2 separate regions of the Rattus norvegicus genome follow, and region 1 is linked to region 2. A link is a contact called in public Hi-C data. All regions are on one chromosome and are shown on one strand. Each heading gives the region's core, a stretch centred on a gene start, on an enhancer-like site or on the middle of the called end of the contact. The rest is flanking DNA. Distances are from core to core; before and after follow the strand shown.

What was found. A called contact is a pair of places that touch in the nucleus more often than the background predicts.
Region 1: a contact with region 2 is called in a Hi-C map of the A7r5 cell line, with 2.1 times the contacts expected there. The contact joins the enhancer-like site here to the promoter of Ackr3 in region 2. A contact is called at or near these places in 3 of 12 Hi-C or Micro-C datasets (the A7r5 cell line, mammary epithelial cells and psoas muscle).

Annotation. Positions count from the first base shown.
Region 1 is chr9:98,314,221-98,321,596 of GRCr8, reverse strand. No RefSeq gene overlaps it. Among named protein-coding and RNA genes, the nearest start is that of Ackr3, 71 kb to the right of the region's middle. Within about 2 kb of position 2,341, at least 8 of the 93 cell types and tissues checked have an H3K27ac peak or open chromatin away from gene starts, as enhancers often do. A contact at or near this core is called in the A7r5 cell line, where this site is marked.
Region 2 is chr9:98,245,268-98,252,202 of GRCr8, reverse strand. It overlaps Ackr3 (atypical chemokine receptor 3), which reads right to left and starts at 4,849. Exons shown (of 2, transcript NM_053352.2): 1 at 4,788-4,849.

The DNA.
Region 1 (7,376 bases), core at 1,092-3,591, 72 kb before region 2:
TAAAGAATCAAAATATTTAAAAGATACTTTGCCCAATTAATGCGGTGACACACAGACAGAAGTGTTTGTGGGGCTTTCGGCTTTCCTTAATTAAAGATCTCCATGGAGAAATAAACAAATACGCTCCTCTCGGGCGACGCTGAGATAAGAGGTAGAGAATGCAGTCGCCAACTAAGGTACGGGAGCCTCTGCGTGCCGGCAGCGTGATTAATTTAGGGAATAACCTGGTCTTCCTGGGTGATCCCAGGCAGGTCCCGGAGCCTCGATTGACTTGTCCAGGCTGTAAAATCTTGCAGGGATGTTAAGATCAGTCAAGGAATGCCTATAAAGTGCTTTGAACTCTTAGAGTTAGACATTAAATAAATACCCAGTGTTATTAGAACTCCACTGGGGCCCTCGAATGTTCGAAATGGGACTTTATTATAAATACCCTCTGAAGTTTGCCAAAAATAAATTGAATGGGTAAAGTCAACATACTTGGCTGTAACTTAATCCAGCTTGGCTTATTTGCCAGAACTTGGCATCATGACGCATGAATAGAAACGTCTGGAGGCAGCATGAAAGGATTCATTGTAAAGGCAACCGCTGCGCTGGACTTCCATATCTTCATGCATTTGTTCCAGGCTCTAAATGGCTGAGTGAGAGGGGAAAACAAAAATTACAAAACAAAAATAAGGACCGGAAAGAAAGCCTCTTTGCGCTTTTCTGCAATGAACTTAGCGAAGGCAAATTGGTTTCAAGGTCACCAAACCAATCCACTGACTGATGGAGGGAAACCAAGGTTCTCCTGTTTTAACTCAGGAGGCAAGAGGCAGGGCAGCGCTCTGCCGCCTTTGTGAGGGCAGCGATATCATCTCTGAGCAGAGACGTCTGCACCTGCAATCGCATTGGATGTGTTTTAAGTCTGGCATCTTGTAAGGGAATCGTGGTTTTCCTCGAGTTTAATGGAAGATTAGAACGGCGGAGCTGGGAATGCTGCTCTGCTTTGACCTGGCGTTTTCATGAGGAAACAGCATGAAGCCCACATTCGGCGGATGTCAAGAGACCAGGCAAGAGCTAGAGGTGAAGTTTCTGAAGACTGACTTCACTTCAGCCTTTTGTGAATAGGCTTGTGTGTGCACATGAGTGTGTGCTGGTGTGTGTGCATATGTTAGAAGAGTCAAGATTGGGTGTCATTCCTCAGGTGCCGCCCACAGTCTCTCCCTGAATCGGAAGCTCAGTGGTCAGACTAGAGTGGTTGGCCCGCAAGTCCTAGAGATCTAGCTGTCCCTGCTTCCCACTGCTGAGGTTACAAGTCTGTGCTGCCATGCTAGGCCTTTTCACATGAGTCCTGGGACACAAAATCCAGTTTTCTTTCTTGTAAAACTGAGCCATCTCCACAACCATGAGTCAAACTATCCATGTTTCTATTTCCCAATCTACAGAATACTCATCTACAGGTAACCATGTTTTAAAAGGCGTTGCCCATAAGACTATATACAAAGTAACACATCCCTGAAAAACAGCCCCAAAGTGACAGTAAAACCCTGAGCCCCAGGAAAGAACTGTTTGGGAAAGACTTAGCTTCCAGTCAGCCTGAAGTCTGAGTTTCCCGTCACCCTCTTCCAGGAAAAGGAAAGTGACTGCATGCTGGCAGGTGCCCCTGGATGTTTTCAGCAGCAGACTTCGTCATGTGTGCCAGGGTTTAGATTCAGCACGTCTCAGGTTCACATCCAAGCAAGTGTTTAGGGTGGGTCCGAGATATGTTTAGTGCGATATTCGATCTGCCAGCGATGGACAGCGGTTGCCGAGAAGAGCCTTCTAGACTAAATGAATTGCATATTTTCTCTAGAGACATAAACAGGGGATGAATAGAATATTGTTCAATAGAGCATCACATGGGCACGGGTGGGTGGGGGACCTCAACACACTCTCTTTCCACAAAAGGAGCAGGCCGTCCAGATCTGCTGAGACCGGTATGGAAAAATAACAGCATCTGGCTGGGCCTGAGGAAGAGGCAGGCATTGGATACAATGATGCAAACGGATCAGCCGCATAGCCTGTACCCTCTGTAGTCATCAGCCAGTGCCTCAGAAGACCAGGCAGAACTGCAGAGCTAAGAGCTGGGAGCATGTGGCTCATGGTGAACGGCTTCCAGAAAAGCTACTTCAGAGTCTGAGGAGAAAGGTGACATATTCATCTGCTCACGAGACAGCGTCTGTCAGACCTTGGAGTCGTCTGGAAGCTACTGCCGCTGGGGAACTATGGCCATGCATTCTGAGTTCTGAAGTTGACCCTGGCTCTGGCCTGGCATTGCTATTGCCTTTTGGAAAGAGACTTGGGAGAGGGCTGAGTCACCCCTACTGCATACAGCAGAGAAGAGGAGGCCTTGTTAAGCCTGAGGCCTGCCCGGGAGGGAACTGGTCTGTCTTGAAGTGGGTGCATCTCTAAAGGCCAGTCATATTACAGTGTTGCCTGAGGGCTCTCTGGGGACCAATGAGATTGTGCACCCACAATCCTTAGCACTAGGCCCTGCTGGCAACCGGAAGTATCTCCAGTCACATACGCAGAAGTCCCCTCAGCCCTGTTGGCCTCATTCAGGAGTCCCTGCACAAGATGGCATGGGCCTTGGGTAGAAAGCGCTACCGACAAGAAGAGCCCCTTGTCCATTAGAATTAGGTCAGGCAACTATTGCCAGTTATAGCTTATCAGAGCCCACACATCCTGTGCTAGTCACAAACTCCTGAGCCACTGTCCCTTCCTTGGATGAGCTGGGCTTTCCTAAGAGAATCTTGCCCTCTGAATTTCCCTAGGCTCATCAAGAAACCACCTCAGCCTCACCCCCTTTCCACCCTGGGTGAAACTATTTCTATGATAGACACCCACTCATTTCCTCCTGCTCCTTTACCAGGGTTGGGGTCAAGATGTGCCTGTCTTTAGCTCAATTCCTGAGCAATATGGCAAGGAGAACCAGGCATGCGTTCCTCCCTGGGGTGGTGAGTTGAAGCAGGAATTGCTGTCAATAGTCACACACAACACATATATTAATACAAAGACACTCGCATTTGCACATGGGTACATTAAATCCATATAGACTCACACGCATAGACTCACACGTATGTGGACTTGTACAGAGAACACACTCAGAGGTAAACTTTAACACTGCACACTGACAGCATAGGCTCACCACCCACACCCCTGTACCTGGAAGGTGGCTAAGGGCATTCAATCCTCAGTCCAGAGGGGCAGGCTTGCCATCGCATGGTACTACGAGGGTCTGTCGAATGAGAAATCAAATCTCCTATATGCTTCCTGCATTTGTTCCTGGATTCTTGGCACCCTGAAGAAGAGCAAAGAAACAAACGTCCCCAGTCCAACCACACCCTGCCCAGCAGGCTGCAAAGGATCTCCACAGGCTAGCAGGCAGCGTTCCAACCAGTTGCCAAAATCTTCCTCACGTTCCAACTCATGTGGAAGAGCTCAAGCATCCCGATGTTCTCTGACCCGCCTTCATTCGGTTAAAAGGAAACTAGCAGGAACATCCTTTGGTCCATCATCTGCACAGCTGGGCCATTTCCACTTTAAACACCTGCTTGACAGCTGCAGATCTCACCATTCCTCTCTCTCCGATGACACCAGCAGGCCATTCACCCCCTCCATGTCAGGATGTACATGGCTGGTTCCAAGATGGCGCCCCCATGCTCCAGGGCAGATCCTCAGGCTTCTAAGCATGTTTACGGGTCTTGCCTAGCCTTCTCACCACCAGCACCTCAGGGTGGACAGTCTATTGAGTATCTTACACCCTCTGCACTGCAGCCAGAGCAAATTCCAGATGCCCCTGCTTCCTATTCATCACAGTTGTGAAGAGGAAAGGCTACCTGGAAGCTGCCCTCCCTGGCAGCCCAAGTGTGGCTGCTCCCCCCCAGGTCCTGCCCACATCCTCGCTCAGCACTGAAGAGCAAACTTAAGGGTCCTTTGGCGAGTCAGTTGTGTTGCATGGTGTTTTGTTGGGGCAAACACGTAAAAGGAGTGTTTTCGTGACGTGGACACAGGTGAAAGGCTAAGGCAGACTCTCGAAGGAATGTTTCACTGAAGCAGACACAGGTGAAAGGGTGTTCTACTAAAGCAAGCACGTGAAAAGACACGTGATGAAGGATTCTTGGCTAATGACATGTATGTATGTACTGGTCCGCCTTACATTGCACAACTGAGCTCCGTTTGTTGGGACTCCATAGAGAGAAATGCACCACAAAACTTCTGGTGGTGAACTATAGTTCCTTGCCGCTTCTGTGGACTCGGGCTGGTTGGCAGAGTGACGTCAACTGGGACAGATGCTCATGCTGAAGCATGACCCATAGAGGACACGTGATTTTAGAGATAATAAAAATAGAACTCCAAGGGGGCTGGGGATTTAGCTCAGTGGTAGAGCGCTTACCTAGGAAGCACAAGGCCCTGGGTTCGGTCCCCAGCTCCGGAAAAAAAAAAAAAATAGAACTCCATAGACAGTGGCAGAAACTATGCTTGGCTCACTTATAGAACTAACCGTACAACAGTCTGTGGGTCTCATGGCTTCACTGAGAGAGGCACAGCTAAGAACTTCTGATGTCCCTCCTAGTTCCTCCTGCTGACTAGTGCCAAGACTGAGGCCTGGCTGTCTCCGCTAGGTCATGTCATCATTGCTGACTTGAGTTTACTATCCCAACTCTACCGAACTGGACTATAGACATATCCATAAAATGTTTACAAGTAGATTGAGATGCTACTACTACTAACCTGTAAATAAACTGCCAATTTCTAGAAAACACAGACGGGAGTTGCTCAAAAAAAAAAAGCTTTCTAAACTAGTCCCTTCCCCTATATCCTTTCTTTCCCACTACCTCTGGTGGGTGGTGGGCTAAAGGGGGGGTTAAAACATTTAAGAACCATCATTAAAAATAGGCTTAAAAAATTAAAGTTACTCAGCACTCTGGAAGGTGGTTGATATAATTAATCCTGAGAAAGGCAGAAAAGAGCTGTGAAAGACACCTAAAGGAAGCACCCAGATACAGCCAGATACAAGGAGGAGGAGCTCAAGGGACTACTATGTCTGCTTGGGGTCATAGAAGAATTTGAGAGGTTTCGATTTTAAGGTTTTTCTTACTGGAGCTGGAAAGATAGCTCCAGAGGCTGCCCTAACAGAGGACAGATTCAGTTCCCAGCAACCCACACTGTGGCTCAAAATAAAGTACCAAAGAAATGATGGATACCCAAGGGCTTAACTCCCCCAAAGCACCAGGAACCCCACCCCATTATTATCACCTCCCAGAGATGAACCTTGGAGCCATCTCTGGTTCTTGCAGCTTTTGAGTTCAGACTTGTAGTCTCTGCCATCAGACTTACAGCCTCTGCCCTCATACTTGTAGCTTTTGCCCTCAAACGTCTAGCCTCTGCCATCAGACTTATAGCCTCTGCCCTCAGACTTGTAGCTTTTGCCCTCAAACTTCTAGCCTCTGTCATCAGACTAGAAACTTACACACACACACACACACACACACACACACACACACACACACTCCACTTTCTTCTTGTCCTTGCCTCCTTCCTTCCTTCCTCCTCTGCCCTTTTATTTGGGGGCAGAGGAGACAAGATTTCAAGATCTCAAGTTCTCATTCTGTAGCCCAGGCTGACCTAGAACTTTATGTAATTCAAGATTGCCTTTAACTTGCAGCAATCCTACTTCAGCCTCCCCAGTGCTAGCATTACAAGCATGGCCCTCTACATCTGACGTCTTTCTGTTTCTAAGTTAGAGTCCTGTGTGGCTTTGCAGTTTTAAATTATTAGACACAATCTCTTCACTGACCTGTCCCCCATTCCTTACCCCTGGCTCTGACTCATTACTCTCACTCGGTGGCACAGTGACTGTGGTCCTCACATCTTTCCAGCCAGGCCTTGGTCAGCTTCTTGTGCTTTACTCTCTACCCTTGGTCAATTCAGCCTCATTTCTGCATGTGGACAAAAGCTTGTGACTCATCCAGGAGCCATGAGTCGCGATGGGCACGATAAATTCTTATAACTCAGGGTGGCTATTTACCTCAGCCTGTAGGGCACTCAGGAACCCATCTGGAGGAGAGGCATGTTATTAATGTAGAACATTATCCTTACAGCAACAACCACAGGGTGTCAACATTCTGGGGTCCGCCCCCCTCAGAGAAAACAGGCCTGCATTGCTGGCACTCAGCGCAGGTCTCTGTGGTGCAGACAAGTGTCCAGGCCGGGGCAGGTGGCATTTGCTTAAGTAAAGCCTTTGCTGACATGTGTGTGGAGGAAAGAGAGAACTCTCTTTCTCCAGAGCGAGGCTGCTCAGAGTTTCCAGCCGAAGAGAGGCTCACATCCACACAGCCATGCAAGTGCGAGCCACGTGCCTCGGTGATTAGGGCTGTGGTTTGGGCAGCGTGTCAAGCGCTCCCCATGAGACCCCCAACCCTTCTCTGACTGAAGCAGGATGTTCCGTATTTTCATTGCAGGAAATCCAGCTTCTCAGAGAGCTGGTAACAACAGTCCCCAAGCGTCCATTCCCCCACATGCCTTAACATCAGCTCTTCGGCGGGATCTAAGAGATTCATGCTTGGCTCTGCTCCTCTGTCTCCCTGGCAGGACCCCCGTGCCAGCCGATCATGAGGAACGCCTAAAAGCCATGCTCTCAACACAGTGTGAATGTCCTGGAGGCCAGAGAATTACCTGGCCCCAGAACAGGAGTCAGCAAGAGGCTGGAGACAGAAGAAGCAGAGGGTAGACTCTGAAGAGGTGGTTTATCCCTCGTGTCCAAAGCAGTATTTCTGCATGTGTTAATGTGATTAATGGCCATGATTAATGAGAGAACTGTGCCTGATTTTTTTGTATCGTTAATGCTACTTGCAATTGACAAATTGTGGCTCTGCATTTATAGACCACAAAGGGTTGCTTCTCCTTATGGGTACCATGCAGTGATTTAGCAACTGGTTAACATGCCCATCACCCCTGGCTTAGCATTTTTTTGGTGGTAGACAATTTATTTTAATACTTATTTATTTGTGTGTGCCTGAATGACACACCCACTCTCTCTCTCCCTCCCTCCCTCCCTCCCTCTCTCTCACACTCTCTCTCTCTCTCTCTGTGTGTGTGTGTGTGTGTGTGTGTGTGTGTATGTGTGTGTGTGTTCCTGTGGTGGCCAGAAGAGGGCGCCGGCTGCCCTGTTCCATCACTCTGCACCTGGTCCCTTGAGACAGTCTCTTTCGGAACCTGGAATTTACATTTTCTTGCCATGTCTGGAAACCAGAGATCTTGTCTCTATTCCCTCCAAAAGATGGGTTACAAACATGTGTTGGATGCCCAGCTAGTCATGCAGGTGTGGGGTCCAAACACCAGTCCTTATGTCTACT
Region 2 (6,935 bases), core at 3,600-6,099:
GGGAGATGTGCCTCAAAGATAGGCCTCTCACTTCTAAGGTTCGCCACTCTCCATAAAATGTCCTGGATAACACCCAGCTGCTGCTGCGAGCAGCCTGCAGTATCCAGCTGTTTTCAACTGGCTAGTCTAAGCTCCCTAGCATGCTGGGACAGCACCAGAATTAGAAGCATCCAAATTTAGAGTCTCCATGGGGTGGTGGTTTGGGCTGTGATCCATATGTCCTTCTCCCCAGATAGATCCTCCTACGGACTGCCAAGTGTGTTCAGGTGTCTGGCTAAGGATCACCAAATTGCCTTAACATGCTCGCCAAAGCCCATCGGAGAGGAGAAGACCCTTCTTAGCCTGGCTGTGCCTCACCCCTCCCTTCCACAAGCTTCGTATCCTAATGCATCACGAAGGTCTCCTCACTGCTACCCTCTATGCCTTCTCCCCACTGGGTCTCATTCACCTTCGTTCAACCAGTGGAGCAAAGTGTCCTAGTAGATCAGTAGTGCTCCAGGGAGGCCAGCAGTCTGGGGGTGCAGTGGTTATCCAGAGAGACTCAGCTGTAACCGGTTTCCAGCTGACATCAGTCGATCTCCTCTCCAAGGCACTGCTCTGGGACAGGAGAAGCTGTCAAGTCATGGCCACCTCCCCCAAGCACCCACCATCTAAACAAGGCCACCTGGGAGGCACAAAGGCTTGTCGTGGTCCCAGGCATGGGTACATCCTTCAGGAGCATGGAGGCAAGTCAGGGATGTCATTGCGGTCACGGAGCATTGCTGAGGGGCAAGTCACTAGACATGAAGGAGAGAAGAAGCCAGAGGTGGGCCTTGACCTATGGCAAGGAGATGTGGCCTTAGCCTGTCTATGCCAGGGCAGGTTTGAAGAAATGCCATGGCTTTGAGACAGGGAAGGTTTAAAGACAGACGTGTCATACAGTTGGCCCAGATATCCTAGAAATAGCTTTTGCTGCCCAGACAGAAGCCAGATAAGACAATGTGGTCCCAGCCCCAGGGACTCTGAACCTAATAGGAAACAAAAGGCTCCCTGGGCCCGTCAGACCTGTGCCTCCACTTCCTTTAGAGATTTTCTGCAACCTGTGGCCCGTGTCCCACATAGAACTTCCTGGAGAAATCCCGTGTGGACTCAAGGCTGGAGGTAGTATTTATCTAACCTGCCTTCCCTATCCACACCTCTGAAAACAGATCAGGGCAGCTGATGAGACACGAGGGATGAACATAGAAGAATCTAACAGGTTGCAGCTTGTCCTCACTCCGGCTAGTAGGAGCTGGGCTCAACTGCTTCCACTTGGGTCCCGTGTTACAGACACAAGGTCTTCATTTGTCTGGGACACTCTACAAAGAGCGTTTTACCGAAGTAGAAGAATCTGGCCACCTTTGCAGAACCGTGAGGCAACTGTCCATCAGGGAGATGATGACTGCGGTGTTGCCAACTAAACAACTCTCCTTAGTCCACCTGAAACCCACACCTAACCTGGATGACACCCACCCAGGTAGCTCTCTGTGGCCAAATACTACTCTTGAGTGCAGAAAGAAACCCTGTCTATCCCCCAGTACGGAGCCAATGAGAAACAATGCTGTCCTGACCACACATTCACTGTGGCCCTGAGTGACCTCACTTCCTCTAAGTAAGGAACTGCTTTGAATTATTTGGGAACTCGAAAGAAATAATAAATATGGTAAGGAAAAAAACCCACACCCTGGTTCTGAAACAAGGCCACCTATCCTCAGGGTTCTTGGCTGAACTTCCCACCAACACATGAGACAGCCTCCTACCATGTGAGCGCTCACAGACATAATGAATGTCCCATCCAGAAACCGGATCAGAGCCATTGTGCTCTGCAGCCCAAGGGAGCAGAGCCACATCTAGCGGAGAGATCTAGATGTCCCTGTACCATACAAACGCTGCCAGCTGGCAGGATATAGCCCGAGTCTGCATTCCCACCAGCTTAGGACCTGGGCAAGACAATAGGAGGTCCGGGGTTCCCAAGCCATGCTACGAAAGCTTAGGTTCCTCTTATACACCAGCCTTCAGGCTAGCAGAGACAACAGAAACACTAGAAGATGCCAGCTATTTAGCGGGCACAGCCTTCAACTGCAGCTTTCCCATGCTGCTCAGGGCTCCACCCCTAGCAGCTCAAGGCCACCTGAGATGGTCTCCATATCTCCCAGCTGGGGGCTGGAGAACAAAACACTGTCCACTCCCAACCTATTGGTTCTTTGCAAAATCATCACTGTAAAATTCCACAGTCCCTGGGATGTGTTTATAAGAAACTTTTTTTTTTAAAGCGAAGCTTGGGGGAGCACAGGCTAATCATCTCCCTTTATAAACAAGACTAAGCCAGTATATTTTTAACAAGAAAGGCATTGGCTACCTAATCCCCGCAGAAAATGTCCTTGCCTGACACCTGGGCCCATCTGCTTTTTCCTAGGCTGTTTGCTTCCACTGTAACAGGAGATAGGTGTCCCAATACCTGGGGAGTTTGAAAACAGTCATTACTACACCTGTTTATCAATTTTATCTAAGCACATAGATTTCAATTATCAGACTCTTTGTTTGTTTATCGTTTATTCATTCTGAGACATGGTACGAAGGCAACATAACCCAAGCTGGCCTCGAACTCACAGCAATCTTCCTGCCTCAGCCTCTGGAGTTCCGGAATCACAGGCATGCACCCAACCTAACAGGCAACAAGAAACATTTTAATACCTCTGGTTGCTTAACTGAAAAGTACAAATGCCTTCGGGGCCCAAATTCCATTCTGTTTGCTACAAAATCTCAGAAAAAGAAAAGTTCTGAAGTTTCTGAGGCTCTCTCCTCCTCCCTCAGTGACTCTAAAAGTTTATGAAGGAGTGGCCCTTCGGTCTCAGCTCTGAGTAACTTCAACCAACTTCCCTGTGTAGATTTGAAAATTAAAGAACTCCACCTCAAAGCCTCACACAAAAAGCCACTGTTCTGACTAACCAGGGTGTTTCATGGTCTTTCTTTCTTCTTCTTTTTTTTTATCCCATCTAGAAAGCCTACCCTTGGCTGGCTCTGGGTCTGATTAGAAATCATAATACCTTCTTAGCTCCCTAAGGATTCGCTATTAATACTGGCTAAGCTCACGTCCCAAGCCCTGACTCAGTTGAGCACAGCATGCTGCCGTGTAACTTTCTGGAACTTAAAGTGTGTGTGTGTGTGTGTGTGTGTGTGTGTGTGTGTGTGTGTGTGTGTGTGTGTGTGTTTGCACTGTGCATGCCCCTTTAAAAACAAACCGGAGGCGCCCAACAAGCAGCTAGCAAGCAGCAGACTTCCCCAGCTTTTACACCTCGGCTCGCAGACAGCTCCTTCCAGCCCCTGCTGCCTCCTGGAGGCAGTGGCTGAGCTCAGCAGAGAGCAGCACACAGTGTTTACCTCTCAGACTGGGGAAAATTAGAGCAAAATGTTTCCAAACTGGAGCTTTTGCATAGCTCCGGGTAGAAACGGGAGTTTTCATTCCATCTGGGGCAAGCTCCTATTCAGATGGGAGAAAGACTGGGGCTTTATCCATTTAAAATCTGCAGCGAGCCAGGCACAAAACCCAGAACCACCCCCATTCCTCCTTTCTGGTCCTATCCATTTGAGCTCCACATTCTCCTGAACTAAATAAAGACCCACAAAGCCAGCATCTGCTCCTTCAAAGAAAAACAAAGTTTCCACACTGGTACAATGCAGACTGGGGTCTTGGGGATCCCACTGACCCGAGACACCTTTAAAAGGATGTTTGCTCCCACTCCACTTCGAAACAATTAATTAATCTTGTTTGTGAGCAAATGAATGGAGAGACAGAGAGAGAGAGAGAGAGAGAGAGAGAGAGAGAGAGAGAGAGAGAGAAAGAGAGAAAGGGGAAGAGACAGCCAGTCTGCCTTTCACAGTGCTTCATTCTCCTAGCAGTTAGCAGCCAGGAGTCTTGGCTAACCACGGATCCCCTGACCTCAGGGCAGTCCTCGCTCCCAGCCACCCAGCGAACCTTTATGCACCCTAACAAAGTCAGCAACACTCACAGTTCACTTGGAGAGCAGGTTTAAATTATAAAATACTAGACTTTTTTTAGTACCTGCTTTTTTTTTTAACCCCAGCTGAAGTTGGACAATACTTTCTAGGAGAACAATAAATACTCAAAATTAGACTAGCAAAGATACCATGAAGAGATAAGACGAAGAGTAGCTAACATTCAATTTACAACTTCCAGAATTCAGGAGCTGTGAATTAATCCATCCCCACCCCCAGAGCACGGAGTTTAAACTCATCCTAGACATAGACGGCTCAGCCCAGTTGTCTGCACCACTGGAGGATACCACTGAACACATCGTATGCCTTTCTGGAAGTTACGTTTGTGTTTTTACAGCTAGTTCTACGCACTTCCAATCTGATAACCAGAAGTAGGGGCTGGCAAATATTGGTACCAAGTTCACCCCTAAGTCAGCCTTGGGCAAGCTCCGTGGGGCATTCCATGTTCTCTGCAAAGTTTCCCTGCCTCCTGGAACTTAAGTACTGGCAGAAACAAATCAGAGTCCAGTAGCAAACAAACGCACGGAGATTTCCCTCCACAAGTGACTGAACTCGAATCCCCCAAAGCAGAAGCAGTAGCTTGCAACGCAGCCTGCAATCAGCTTTGAGCTCTCCAAACCGGACCTGCAGGCTCTGAAGCCCCCAGCTCAGGGATCTAAGAGTTCTCAGAAGTCGGGTTCGGGTAAGAACAGGAGCCCTGCCCCTTGCCGTGGTTGCTCAGCAAAGCTGTCCCAGAAGCAAGGTTTTCTTACCTCGCGGCTGCCTGGGCTGTGATTTGCCTTCCTGGCTTTGAGTGCTGCAGGCTCCTTCAGTGCTGAGCAGTTTGTAGCAACTGAGTTCTCTCCGGGCTCCGGACTTGCCTTTTATATACACTGCAGGAAAGTGCCTCTAGGTGGCAGTTTTGCAACCCTCATCTCCTCCTCCTCCCCCCCCCCCCCCCCCACCACAGCGCCGGCACGCAGGCTTGTACACGCGTACACGCCCTCCCGTAACCCTCTCTAGGTTGTTGTTTCCTGCACAAGCACATTCCTGGGAGCCCTCAAACCCCTTCCTTTGCAAAGGCTAGATCCTATTGGGGGAAATGCCCTCAGACGAAAACCCAAAAGAAGTCCTAGTACTTTCCAAAATGATCAAATATTGATCCTGTCTCAGGTATAGCTTTAATAATCCCACGAGTACCAGGAGTTCCTTTGAATGCCTGTAGCTTCAGGGAAGACTTTGTTCCCAAGACAAATTACTCTGAACTTTTGAACTTCGCTGTTGATTTGTCAAGCTTACTCTTTCTTTGTCGATGCCTCCTGAACAGAACTCACATTTTGGACAGGGAACGATTAATCCACCCTGTACGGCCATCACCCAGAAAGTGCCTTTAGGTTGGATTCTGTAGGAACTCTTACACAAAGTCCTTGAGTCCCTAGTAAGACCGCGTTCTACAGGGCTGAGCAATGCCAGTCGCTGAAAAGGTCTTGACGCAGGTGAAGTAGCAGCCCTTTATCGTCATGGTGAGCTTAGCCGACTTTTCTCGCTATCGTCATCTTTATCAAAATCTACATTCTAATCAAGATGCTCATTGTTCAGATTCCCTGTAAAAAGTGTCCCTTGCAATGCCTCACTTAGTAAAATGACCCAATCTTTTACTTTTAAAACTGTCACTGCAACGCCTCCCCAAGTGGCCCCCACCCTCCAAGAGCTGGCGGTCACTCTGCTCTCTCCCGGACTTCTGAAGAGCAAGTTACAGCGCCCAGGGTTAAGGCACTGGCTAAACGCAAAATCTCCTTCCTGCCTGCGCTAACACTTGCTCAGTCTATTTTCTAAGTTTCCTGGGAGTGACTGTTGAACACGGGAACCGGAGGACTCGGGGGTCAGAGTCTCACGTAGGCTAGAGAGCTTCGGTCTAGAGAAAAACCTTAACAAAAGAAGTGGTTTGTTTAAACAGCCTTGCACTTTACTCCTGGCGGGGCAGATCCTGAGGAGCACACCTGCTTTCCGGGCTGTAGGAGGGGTGCGCGTCTGCAAGGAGCAGTGTGAGATCTGGGTGGGGGGTCATGAAGCCTCCTGGGGTGTCTGTGACCCTCACTGCAGGGGAGAGGTCCTGAGGCCCGTGGGCGGGGTCTGTGGCCCGGAGGTGTAGTCTGTGGTCTCAAGGGTGGATCTGGGTCTGGCTAGAGGCGGGCGGTCCTTCCAGCTACAAAGACTGGTCTGTGGCCCCAAGCGGAGGGAGGTCTGAGTCAACTGGGAGGGTCTGTATGTACAGGGAGTGTCCTACAGCGTCAGGAAGGGACCTCTGAGGCCTCAGGGTCAGAAAAGGGTCTCGGGACCCAGCCAGGCCATCCTGTCCTAGGCCTTCTAGCTTTCATTCACTGGAGGCCCCGCAGGATTTGCTTCAGAGCAACCCGCCCCGTTTGGGATGCCAAAGCGCCTGCGCATCGCAGCACGCCCAGGCCTGGGGCCAAATCCTCCGCACGGAAGGCTCCCGACTGCCTTTGTCCAGAGCCCAGAGCTGCCTTGGAGCAAAGCAGAGACCTGCCCTCGTGCGGCCATCCCAGGATGTCCACAACCGGGACCGTTCTGCTTCTCACCGCGATACATAGACCAAGGCCGACCGCAGGGGACTGGACTTGCCTGTGGGAAGTGCGCTGGCTACAGCAGAGCTTTATTAATTAGACCATGCACTTGCAAAAAAGGAAGATGCAAAGGAATTTTTTTTAAAAAGCATAAAGTATGCACCCTCCCTGAGCATTGATTGTTTTGCCCCTTGCTGGACCATCCTGCCTCTAAGATTCTGGAGCCTCACCTTTTCTCAGAAACGAGGGTGAGGAGTAGGCAAGGTGGTTCGGGGATAGAGAATCCAGGAGACAGGCCTGATGGTTTTGATCTTGAGTTGCATCCCCAGGACCCAA